Linked DNA regions of Mus musculus: region 2 is linked to region 1. A link is a contact called in public Hi-C data. All regions are on one chromosome and are shown on one strand. The core of a region is the stretch at or near the end of the contact, and the rest is flanking DNA. Distances in the headings are between cores, read along the strand shown.

Region 1 (5,396 bases), core at 1,945-4,444:
GACCCCGAAGCACTCTCTACAGCAATGTGACCCAAGTCCCATGCTGTCCTTGTCCCCCCTCTTCATCCAATACACTGTACATAAAGGGGCAGGAACCTCACCTAGCAGCACCCTAGGTCTCTGTAGCACAATTCCGCTGAGAACCCAGGTCTTCCCCTTAGCTGTTCTATTGAGAGGGCTTACTTTTTTGATTCTTTGACGGGGAAGGAGTCTAATCATGGTTTTTCTGTATAGCCTTAGCTGTTCTGGAATTTACTCTATAGACCAGCCTGGCCTTGAACTCACAGAGATCCACCTGCCTCTGTTTGCCTGGTGCTGGGATTAAATGTGTGCCACCACCTGGTACCCTTGGGTCTTCTACACGCCGAAATGACTAAAGTTGGTATAAAAGTGATGCCTAAACCAATAAAGTGTTGCTGTGGTAAATGACATCTTATTCCTGCCAGGAGCACCCTTCAAGTATACACAATTCCCACCTGGACTCCACTTACCACACCCTACCAGGATGTGGCACCAACAGCCCATAGGTCTATGGTAGCTATAACGACAGCCCATCCCAAAATTCTAAAAATTACACAGATTTTTTTTTTCAACTTGACTGTGTGGTTCTTATACATGAACTGTATAGATGACAACATTGAATTACAGTGGAAAGAGATGGAAATGCTTTCAAGAATCATGTCTCTTCTTTCCACTACAGACAAGCTCCATGCTGTCCTTGTCCCCCCTCTTCATCCAATACACTGTATATAAAAGGGGCAGGAACCTCATCTAGCAGCACCCTAGGTCTCTCAAAACAACATGGCTACCCTTCCTCAGTCACACCACAGGCCCATGTTCAGAGGCCTGCACGCCCCATCCCTCTGTCATCAGGCCTGTCTGCATCTAGGAATAAAATGGAAGTCAAGATCAGCAACAAGAGAAAAAGATGCAAAAAACAAACTTACCTTAAACTATATCTCCAAAGCTAGGGATGTGGGTGGAAGAGTTTCTGCCTAGCAAGCAGGAAGCCCTGGGCTCCATCTTCAGTCCTGCATAACGGGAACGCAGAGGTGCATGCCTAGAAGCCTAGCACTAAGAAGCTGGAGGTAGGGGGATCATGAGTTCAAGGTCATCCTTGACTCCTAGCCACTTAGTGACTTCAAAGCCAATCTGGGATATATGAGATCCTGTCTTAAGAAAACAACAAAAACAAAAAACAAAAGTCTACAATAACTAAAGACTGCCCTGGAAGGTGCTTCAAAGGACTTGGGGCAGTAGTTCTTAACCTATGGGTCATGATCCCCTTAAGGGGAAAGAGTCAAATGACTCTTCCACAGGGGTTATGTATCAGATATCCTACAAATCAAATATTCACGTTACAGCTTATAACAGCAAAACTATAGTTATGAAATAGCAATGAAATAGTGTTATGGTTGGAGGTCACCACACCATGAGGAACTGTATTAAAGGGTCACAGCATTAGGAAGGGTGAGGACCACTGAGCTAGGGAGAGGTGCTATCTAATTACCCAGTGCTTCCTCATCTTGGAAGCTCGCTCCAGTTCTTAGCTTGCTGTCCCATCAGTCTTGTGGGCATAGAAGGCCTGCTTAATTACAAGCATTCCCAGTCATTCTCCTCAGCCTTTCCCCTGGAATGCGTGGCTGCCACTCTTCTCCTCCCAGACCCAGCTTCAATAGTTTTCAGTCAAGGTTCAGGGAGAAACCCGCCGCACCGGGATTTGATTATTTACCAACATAATGTTGGCTGCAAGCCAGCGAGACACCAATACATTTTCCTTTGAAGCCTGACATATTGCCTGCTGTTTCTAAGTCTGTTTTCTCAGCTGGCCAACAAATAACCAGGACTGTTTAAAGAAAAAAAAAGTCACAATTCCAGGTGGGGAGGGGAGTGCTGTTCTCGTGATGGGTTCCTCATAGAGACACTGAACTCATTCTTCCAAAGTGACAAAGGTGTCCCCAGGAGTGGAGCACATTATCAGGCCTCTGACAGCTGCTGGTCCCCATGCGTCTGTGACCAGTTTTTCTGTATATTACTTTGGGAAAGGCCTGCAGAGGTCTGGCCCTGGTGGCAAGGTCAGCAGGTGGCAAGGGTATCAGCGTGTCCCCTGATGTCTTAGGATACACTGGCATGTGTTCTCCTTGTTGAAGGGCCCCCAAGACAACCTGACACAGATCATAGGTCTCTCAGAAGCTGGTTGTCTCAAAAAATCTACCATGAGGCCATTAGAAACCTAAGAGACAATAGGGGACAGCAGCTGCTGTCCCTTTCTAACAATCAACATTAAAGTTCTAGTCCTTTTCTTTAAAAGGAAAGTTTAATTGAGATGAGAGTCTCATTCTCTCACTATACAGCCCAGGTTGGCATAGGACTTGTGACCCTCCTATCTCACGCCCCTATATTACATGCCATTACATGTGTACACCAATGTGCAGTTAGACATTGTTGTCAAGGACAAGCTTTCAGATTTGGAAGTAACGGTTTGGGTGGCAAATAGATGCTCAAAGACTGTACTTTAAAATCTTAAAGGTTCTTTAAAAAAATTCTGGGTATGGATATGTGCCTGTTTGTGAGTCTCTGTGTGCATGAGTGCAGGCACATGAGGAAGCCAGCAGGGGGCATCAGATCTCCCTGGGCTGCAATTACAAGTGCTTGTGAACTACCCAACGTGAGTGCTGGGAACCAAACTCAGGTCTCTGCAAGAGGACTGTGCTCTTAACACTAGTCATCTCTCTAGCCCTAAAGTGTCAAATAACTCCTCTTTCAACTCTAGTTATGACCAGCATCTCTTGTCCTTCCTTTACCACACAGCCTTCTCCATTAGTAAGCTTTTTTTTTTTTTCCTCTGATAGATCCTCTTGCCTGTGGAGAATTTTCCAGAGTAGGAGTAGCTGTTCTGAGCTGACAACACTCCCCTGACCTGGGGGCTATAGCCTAATGCTCTGCTGAACAGAGTGGCCCACAGCCACCAGCTGTCACTTTCATTAAGATATTGGGAGCGGAGAAAAACCTTCCTGAGACAGGCATGGAGATCTGGCCAAAGTTGTTCTCAGAAGGGAGAAAGTAGGCTCGGAGCTTGGCTGAGTCTTTCATCTCCAGATGCTTCTGTTTCTCTGCCCACTTCACAGGACACTGTGCAGATTAGAGGGAGGGTGGCCACAGGGCGCTCTCAGACAGCACAGACAAAGGCATTGCGTAACTGCGAAATGTTCGCTTTCACTTTTGCAGAGTGTCAGCTGCCTCTAACCTGTGAGTGAGCATTAGCAGCAAGCCTGAGGGGCAACAGGGACCTGAGGCTGTGGCCTCCCCATAACATCAGCCCAGTCCACGAAGGGAGCGGGAGAAGACCTGGGGAAAAGATAGTTACTGACAGACAACAAAAAGCAGAATAAAAAATAGCTTGAGTTTAAAATAACTTGCTGAGACTGAATGCCAGGGACTTCGTTTAAGGAGCCGTCTCTGATTGCTGGGCACAACACACCTCTGTATTTTCTCACACCGGTGTGGCCTCGATCCCTCAAAGCCGATCTAAATGCTAACTGCAGCTCCGCAGTCACCAGCAGACTGGATCAAACCATAAAGCTGCCATGCAGGCATTCCGCTCAGCACATTGGACTCTTCAGTCACTTGATGAAGTTACAGTTGGTGACACTGTTTTGGCATAATGTATTGAGACCTCCAAGGCTGAAGGAGGAGTTTGGACAGGTAAAAAGTACCACTGTTGCTCTGGGTAACTGACAGGCAGGCAGATGTAGCCAGTGCTGTCTGCATTATTTGCTACTAAAATCGAAGGGGGGTAGGGGAGAGCTGGAGGAGTCTTTGCATTTTCCCAGCAAAAGCTGCATCTCAAGGGTCCTTCAGAGCACTCTGGGAACACACAGGAGTTTACAAATCAATTTACTAAATTGGCTTGGCTGGAAATCATGCTTTTGTATGTGGATCCGGCTGAAAGGCATTTTTTAAATCTATCGGGCCCTAGTGAGGCTCCTTCAAGCAGTGCAGAGAAAGGTGACATCAGAAAAAGGATGTCAGTTCCAAACCAAGTAGTCTCTGGCTCAAACCCTGCTCCAAAGGCCCGGCCACCCTGAGTAAGTCACATGACCTCTCTGAGCCAACTGCCTAGCTAGCCCACCAGCCCCTTGAATGCTGGCAGGGTGAAAGTCAAGCGCTGTCTCAATCTGGCCTTTTCCGTGTAGCTATAGGTGACCCAGATGACAGGAGCCCTCCCCACGCCAACCGTTCTCTCCTCTCCCATAGACAGGTGGACAAGTGACAGGAAAGGAGCAGAAAGCTCTGGAACCCCCATTGTGCAATGACTGCATACACTTAGCCAAATTGGGAACTTCATTTAAGCAGCAGAGAGAGCCAAGCTGCACTTCTAAAGACAGAATTTTTAGATGTCAGGCATATGCTATTTTGGGTTCTGTATAATTTTGCCCTTTAGATATTGTGAACTTGAATTCTGCAAGCGGTCTGTCTCCTTTTGTTTGTTCAGTGGTTTGTTTTTTTCAAATGAGCACTCAGATGTATAGCAGCCCTGCTGCCTCTGACCCTGATGCAAGTGCCAGGATCCTAGGCATGGCTACCACACTTGGAGTCATTTTTTTTTTCACACCACACCTATCAGCCAGTTGGCCAATTGCAGTGCACTTCCCAGGCTCCCGGTGACAGGTGAGTCTGAGGTCTTGAGTAGAGAGGAGGTAGAACAAAGGGCCCAGACCTAGAGAGGCCCCAGATCCATTCAACAGAAAGCTAAAGCATGGAGAGGGCGGTGTATTGCCCTAGGTCAGACTCTGGTAGGGTTGTAGCAAACCTCTGAAAACCAATAAGGAATGGAAAAGAAAAGGAATCTCAGCACAGAGTCACATGCCCTGATGTTTTCAACTCTGAGGTCAGTGAATGTTAGTTCCTACTACGTTGCAGGGGACAGCAGCCTGCTGAGACAGACCTGTGTCACTTGTCACTCCCAACAAGATATTAGTCATCACTCTGTCAAAGATGCCTGAGAAAAAAGTTAGTGCTCATGGGTTGAGTCCATGATGGTTCAGCTCATCATCTGAAACCTGTGGTAAGGCAGAGGATCATGGCATGGTGGCCATAGTACAGCAAAGTTGATGATCTCATGGTGGCTGGTAAGCAGATATGGGGGAGGACAGGCTAAGATCCCAATAGTGGCTTCAAGGGCACACTCCCAATGACTTAACTTCCTTTCACTCTTCCCCCTCTCCCCACAGTGCCACCAGCTGAGCTTCTGGGGACATTCCAGATTTAAACTGTAACAATACAGAATGTAGTTCCTAGCCTGTCATGGTTGTCAAATTTGAGAGACTTAAAACAAACAAAAATAATCACAAGGATGATGCACATCAATAAATAGGATATTTCACGGTAATGAA
Region 2 (5,396 bases), core at 2,075-4,574, 320 kb after region 1:
GCACGTCTCTCTATTGCTATTGTCGTAGCTCAGGTTTTGTTTCATTAGCTGTACTGCAGAGGCATCATGGATGCAGGTTCCCTGCCGTTTCCAGGAGACACAGCCTCACAGGAGATTTACGGTCTCGATCATTTGGCTCTTACAAGTATTCTGACCCCTCTTCTACAGTCTTCCCTGAGCCTAGGTGCGGGAGTTGTGTTGTAGATACAGTTGTTGGGGCTGGGCACTCCACACTCCATTGTTTCTTTGTATTTTAACCAGCTGTGGCTTTCTGTGATGCTCTCCATCCAGTGCAAACAACAGCTTCTTTGAGGAGGGGTGAAAGCTCCACTTGCCTGTGGGGTATAAGAACAAGCATTTAGGGCTGGAGAGATGGCTCAGCAGTTGAGAGCACTGACTGTTCTTCCAACGGTCCTGAGTTCAAATCCCAGCAACCACATGGTGGTTTATGACCATCTGTAATGAGATCTGATGCCCTCTTCTGGTGTGTCTAAAGACATCGACAGTGTACTTATAATTAAATAAATCTTTTTGTTTTTTTTAAAGAACAAGTATTTAAAATATGGCTAGGTAGTATGTTGTTCTGGCAAAATGGCAGGCATAGGCTCTCATCTAGGATCCATGACATCACTAGCCCCAGGTGGTTGGTTAGATTTCCCATATCCAGCAAGAGTTTCCTCCTTTGAGCAGGCCGCTAAATGCCTAGATATATGATTATCACTATTGCACCTTTAGAAATGCCTTGCCAGGCTAATCATGGTTGTGGTTCATCGAGGTGACATCTGGCCAGGAGTGTCGATTGCTTTCCTCCTTTGGGGTCTTGCACAGAACCTTCTAGCGCTGTGAAAGACAGGTCCCTAGTTTTTAAAATGTAGATTTCAGGTTGAAAGGTGTAAGTTCTTCAGAGGCTTTTGTCCAAAGTTTACAAAGATGGTAAGAGGAAGGAAATGAGGGTGCACAGCGCCCTAGATGTGTGTGTGTGTGTGTGTGTGTGTGTGTGTGTGTGTGTTTACATATAGTACATATTTAATGGTCAAGACTAACAACCAACAAAGCTCAGGAGGTCTGGGAGTCAGCACTGCAAACTCCGTAAGTGAACGACAGAGGTTAAGGCCTGCCACGTTGAGAAAGCATGTTAGTCACAAGGTGGCGATGTTGTATTAATGTTGACTCCCCCCCCCCCCCAACCTTTGAAGCTAGACAGACTAGCTTTAATCCCAACCAATCAGGCAAAACAGAGCATAACAAAACAAAAATAAAACAAGCAAACACTAAAAGTCCCTAGATTTAGTTAATAAATCTAAAAAAGCGACAGGTGATGGTTCACTCCTGTAATTCTGGAACTAGGGAGACTAAGACCAGAGTTCAAAGCCACTCTAGGCTACAGAGTAAGACTCTATCTATAAATAAATAAGCCTGGACCTTAAAAAATCTGTGCAGAAAAATATAAGTACAGCTAGACACAGCCTGTGCTGGCCAAGATGGCCTCAAACTTGCTGCATAACCAAGGCTGACCTTGAACTCCTGAATCTCCTGACTCCACCTCTCCGTGGGGCTTACAGACATTTGAGTTCCTGGTTCATGCACTCCTGTGAATGCACGCCTGCTGGGCAAGCACTCTGAGCTATCTTACAGATGCTCGGATGAGTCTCCAAGCACCTTGATCAACTGTGAGCTGTTTCCATCAAATCTAGCTTGACAGCATTACCAGCTGGCAAGGCTATCTTTAATCTTCTCACCCTTGACTATCTTGCAAGAAGTAAAGACTTCCTCTTGCCCCTTGGGCCATCCTGTTTTCTCCGGCTATATCTGAATTAACAGCAAAACATCCTGCATGGGACTATAATTACTTATGCAAGAAAGCCCTACAGAGAGTGAATGTACTTAAAGCCTCTGTGCATTTGCTTGTTTGTCTCCAAGTTCTGTCGAGTTGGCTGCTCTGGGTTGATTGGTATAAATACTCTGCTTGTGCCCGGTTTTCATAACTCCTGTGACCTTGACATTCAGGGAAGAGAGCCTCAATCCTTTTCAAAGTTTCTGTTATATTATACTCCCTATCTCAGAGCCATTCCTTCAGGGTCATCTTTGCCAACTCACCTACAAAAGCTAAAATATAACCAAGTGCGTACTTTTCCGGTCAACCATCATTTTAGCAGTAATTCAGGGACAAGATTCTGCGTATGGCCTCAAGGAGGCGCTCACGGCCCGCAAAGCAGAGAAAGGCCCACCCCGCAGTCCCTGCCTTTGCAAACTACCTCCAAGCAGCTAAACACCGAAGTGCACCTTGGGAGAACCTGAAGGATGTTGGGTTAAAAGAATTAAATCAGTCACAGGGGCAAATTCTACATGACTCCTCTCATACGAGATCCCCAGGGCAGTGAAGTTCATAGAGAGGAAGTAGAATGTAATGACCAAGGAAAAGGAAAGGGAGAATTAGTTGTGGTTTGTGTATAATTTTTTTTTGCTTTGTTTTGTTTTTTGTTTGGGGGTTTTCCTGTTTGTTTGTTTGGTTGGTTGGTTTTGTGGCCCTGGCCTTCCTGGAACTTACTATGTAGACCAGGCTGATCACAGAGCTCCATCTGCATCTGCCTCCTGAGCTCTGGCATTAAAGGCTTGGTGCCATCATGAGTGGTGTGTGTATTTCATTTTTAATTTTAATTGTTCTATGTATGAGTGGAAGTGCACACTCATGCCAGGGTGTATTGGGTAGAGGTAAGAGAAAAACGTTTTGAAGGCTGCTCTCTCCTTCTGTTGTGTGGGTAACAAGGATGAACGCAGGTCATAGAACTTGCACAGCAAGTGCCTGCAAGTGCCTTTATCCTCTGGGCCATCTCACAAGTCTGGGGATTGATTTAAAGGGCAGGCGAGGCATTCCAGTTTTATAACTGGAATTTTATAACTGGAACAAGGATTGAGGATTTCTTCCCTGAAGGTCAAGGTCATGGGAGCTATGAAAACCCAGCTCAGATGGAGCAGATTTACCCATCACACGGCTCCGCGGATGCTAATGCTAAGTATGGCAGCAACTACCTGTAACCGATGGGAATCTGAGGCTAGTCTGGCTACATGAAAGATCCCTCTCCCCTTCCCCTCCTCCTCCTCTCTTCCCCCTCCCTGCTCCGCCCCCCACCCCCGCACGCATGCACGGTGCTCCGCGTGAATGTACTCTATGCCACCACTGGACTGAGCACTGGGTGAAGACGATAGTGCCTTCTTTATCCCATGACCAACAGGAAATCCTCTCAGCTCTACACTCACAGCAGAGTCTGGCTGGGTGTGATCACTTTGCCCAGCCCCCATCACACCGCCAGGCACGTCTGCCCTGCCACTCTGCCCTCTGCTCCCGCCCTGTACAACAGTGTCCTCCTTCCCTCCCCCGCACCACACCACGCCTTATAAGACACACCACGCCTTATAAGACACCTCATGGTTACTATTGTCGCTCACTCTCTATGTTTCCCTTGGTTTGGACCAGGCTGGCTCCTTCACTCCACATACACAAGCACTGCAGGTCACCTCAGCTGAGTGCCCTTCCTGTCTGCTGACCTCTGGTTGGCCAAAGCAGGCTCTAGTTCAGGGTATATTATGTACAGCTACGATGATGAATTGGGGTCTTCTTACCTCCTACCTGGCCCATCAGGGTCCTCTCTCATCTCATTGGCCTATAGATACAACACCTGGGTGGCTTTCTCCTCCTAAAATGCTGAATAAACACCCTAGCTAGAGAATAAAGACAGGTTAACCCCAGGAGAGACAGGCAGTTTCTGATCCTGACCTTTCAGGAACTGGACAATTAGACCTGTGCCAGTCGGGTGAGCATTTGTTTATTTGTTTGCCGGTTACTCTTTACTTATTTAATAGATTTACTTGTTCATAGATTTATTTCTTGTGTTATTTTATGCTTATGTGTATTTTGCCTGCATGTATATGTATGCACCACATATGTACCTGGTGCCTGTGGAGGTCAGAAAAGGGTATTAGATTCCCTGGAACTGGAACTACAGCCAGTTATGAGCCTCTGTGTGGGTGTTGGGAACAGAACCCGGGTCTTTTGCACGAGCAGCAAAGACTCTACACTGCTGAGCCATCTCTCCAGGCACTCACCTGAGCTACCTTGGAAGTCACACAGGAAAGTATGGAGGGTTTGGGTTTTGTTCTGTAGACTGGGTCTCACCAAGCCCCGTCTGGTGTCAAAATCACTATGTAACTGAGGGTAACTTTGAACTTCTAATTCTCCTACCTTCACAGGAAGTGCTGGTTTTTCAGCACCATGCCCAGTTTATTTGACACTACAGACATAAACCAGGCTTCAAGCGTGTGAGGAAAGTGTTCTACCTACTAAGCTACAGCCCCAGCTCCCTACTATTGGTTTTGGTTTTGGGTGTTGTGTTGTGTCGTTTTGTTTTGTTTTGTTTTGAAACAGAATCTCACTACATAGCCCGAGCTAATTACAGGGCCCGGGTGGGGGGGAGGGGAGGGGGACAAGACCAACTGTGTTTGAATATAGTTTATCCTTCCGCAGAACCCATGTTGGAAGTCTGGCCTCCACTGTGGCTATGTGAGAATGGAACCTTTAAGAGTTTTCTTGGGCTGGAGAAAAGGCTCAGAGGTCAAGAGCACTGACTGCTCTTCTTGAGGACCTGGATTCAGTTCCCAGCACTCATACAGTGGCATACAACTGTCTGTAACTCCAGCCATAGTACCCTCTTCTGGTCCAGTACCCTCTTCTGGCCATTGCTGGTACTGCATGCAAGTGATCAGGGCAAAAAACAAAACAAAACAAAACGTAAAACTGAAATAAGTAAATCTTTAGAAAGAAACCCAAACCCAAAAATCTCTAGAAAGAAAGGGATGAAGGGGGGGATGGAGAGAGGGAGGAATGGAGGGAGAGAGAGAGGGAGGGAGGGAAAGAGAGAGGGAGGGAGGGAGGGAGGGAGGGAGGGAGGGAGGGAGGGAGGAAGAGAGCTGGGTCCTTGTGGAAGGTGAGTAGCTCACTGGGACTTCATCCTGTGACGGGATTGATTGTTGATGGAGCGAGCTGGAAAGTCTAGGTGGCATTCTGGTTCCCACTTCACCCTCTAAGTGTCCTGCTCATGCTGATACCAAACAACACAGCCAAGGAAGCTGAAATGAGGGCACCGTGCCATCTTAGTCTTTCAGCCTATAAAGCAGTAAGCTAGACAAACCTTTTTTCTTTGTAAAGGACCCAGCTTCAGGTAATTTGTTAGAATTAAGGAAAGTGAATAAACAGGAATCTACAAACACTTCCCTTGAGGCCTTCCTTGCCCTTTTAATTGGTCCTATCTGCCTGAACCCCTACTGGCCTAGCCTGCCTAGGATCAGACCTACTACCTCCTACAGCCCCCAGTCCCAAGTCCTTACTAGGGTGACCACCC

Evidence for each region. A called contact is a pair of places that touch in the nucleus more often than the background predicts.
Region 2: a Hi-C map of the N1E-115 cell line shows a contact between it and region 1, with 7 times the contacts expected there. The contact joins two enhancer-like sites. A contact is called at or near these places in 5 of 484 Hi-C or Micro-C datasets (the N1E-115 cell line and embryonic stem cells) and 1 of 115 datasets of contacts at active chromatin or transcription factors (embryonic stem cells).

The regions. Positions count from the first base shown.
Region 1 is chr14:64,306,892-64,312,287 of GRCm38.p6, forward strand. All of the region lies in intron 2 of Msra (methionine sulfoxide reductase A), which reads right to left. Gm52131 (a long non-coding RNA gene) reads right to left here. Exons shown (of 2, transcript XR_003951179.1): 1 at 1,511-5,396; 2 at 1-1,031. Among named protein-coding and RNA genes, the nearest start is that of Gm52131, 4.1 kb to the right of the region's middle. Within about 2 kb of position 3,195, at least 89 of the 459 cell types and tissues checked have an H3K27ac peak or open chromatin away from gene starts, as enhancers often do. A contact at or near this core is called in the N1E-115 cell line, where this site is marked.
Region 2 is chr14:64,625,012-64,630,407 of GRCm38.p6, forward strand. The region is part of intron 1 of Gm36924 (a long non-coding RNA gene); the gene reads left to right. Among named protein-coding and RNA genes, the nearest start is that of Gm36924, 3.1 kb to the left of the region's middle. Within about 2 kb of position 3,325, at least 42 of the 459 cell types and tissues checked have an H3K27ac peak or open chromatin away from gene starts, as enhancers often do. A contact at or near this core is called in the N1E-115 cell line, where this site is marked.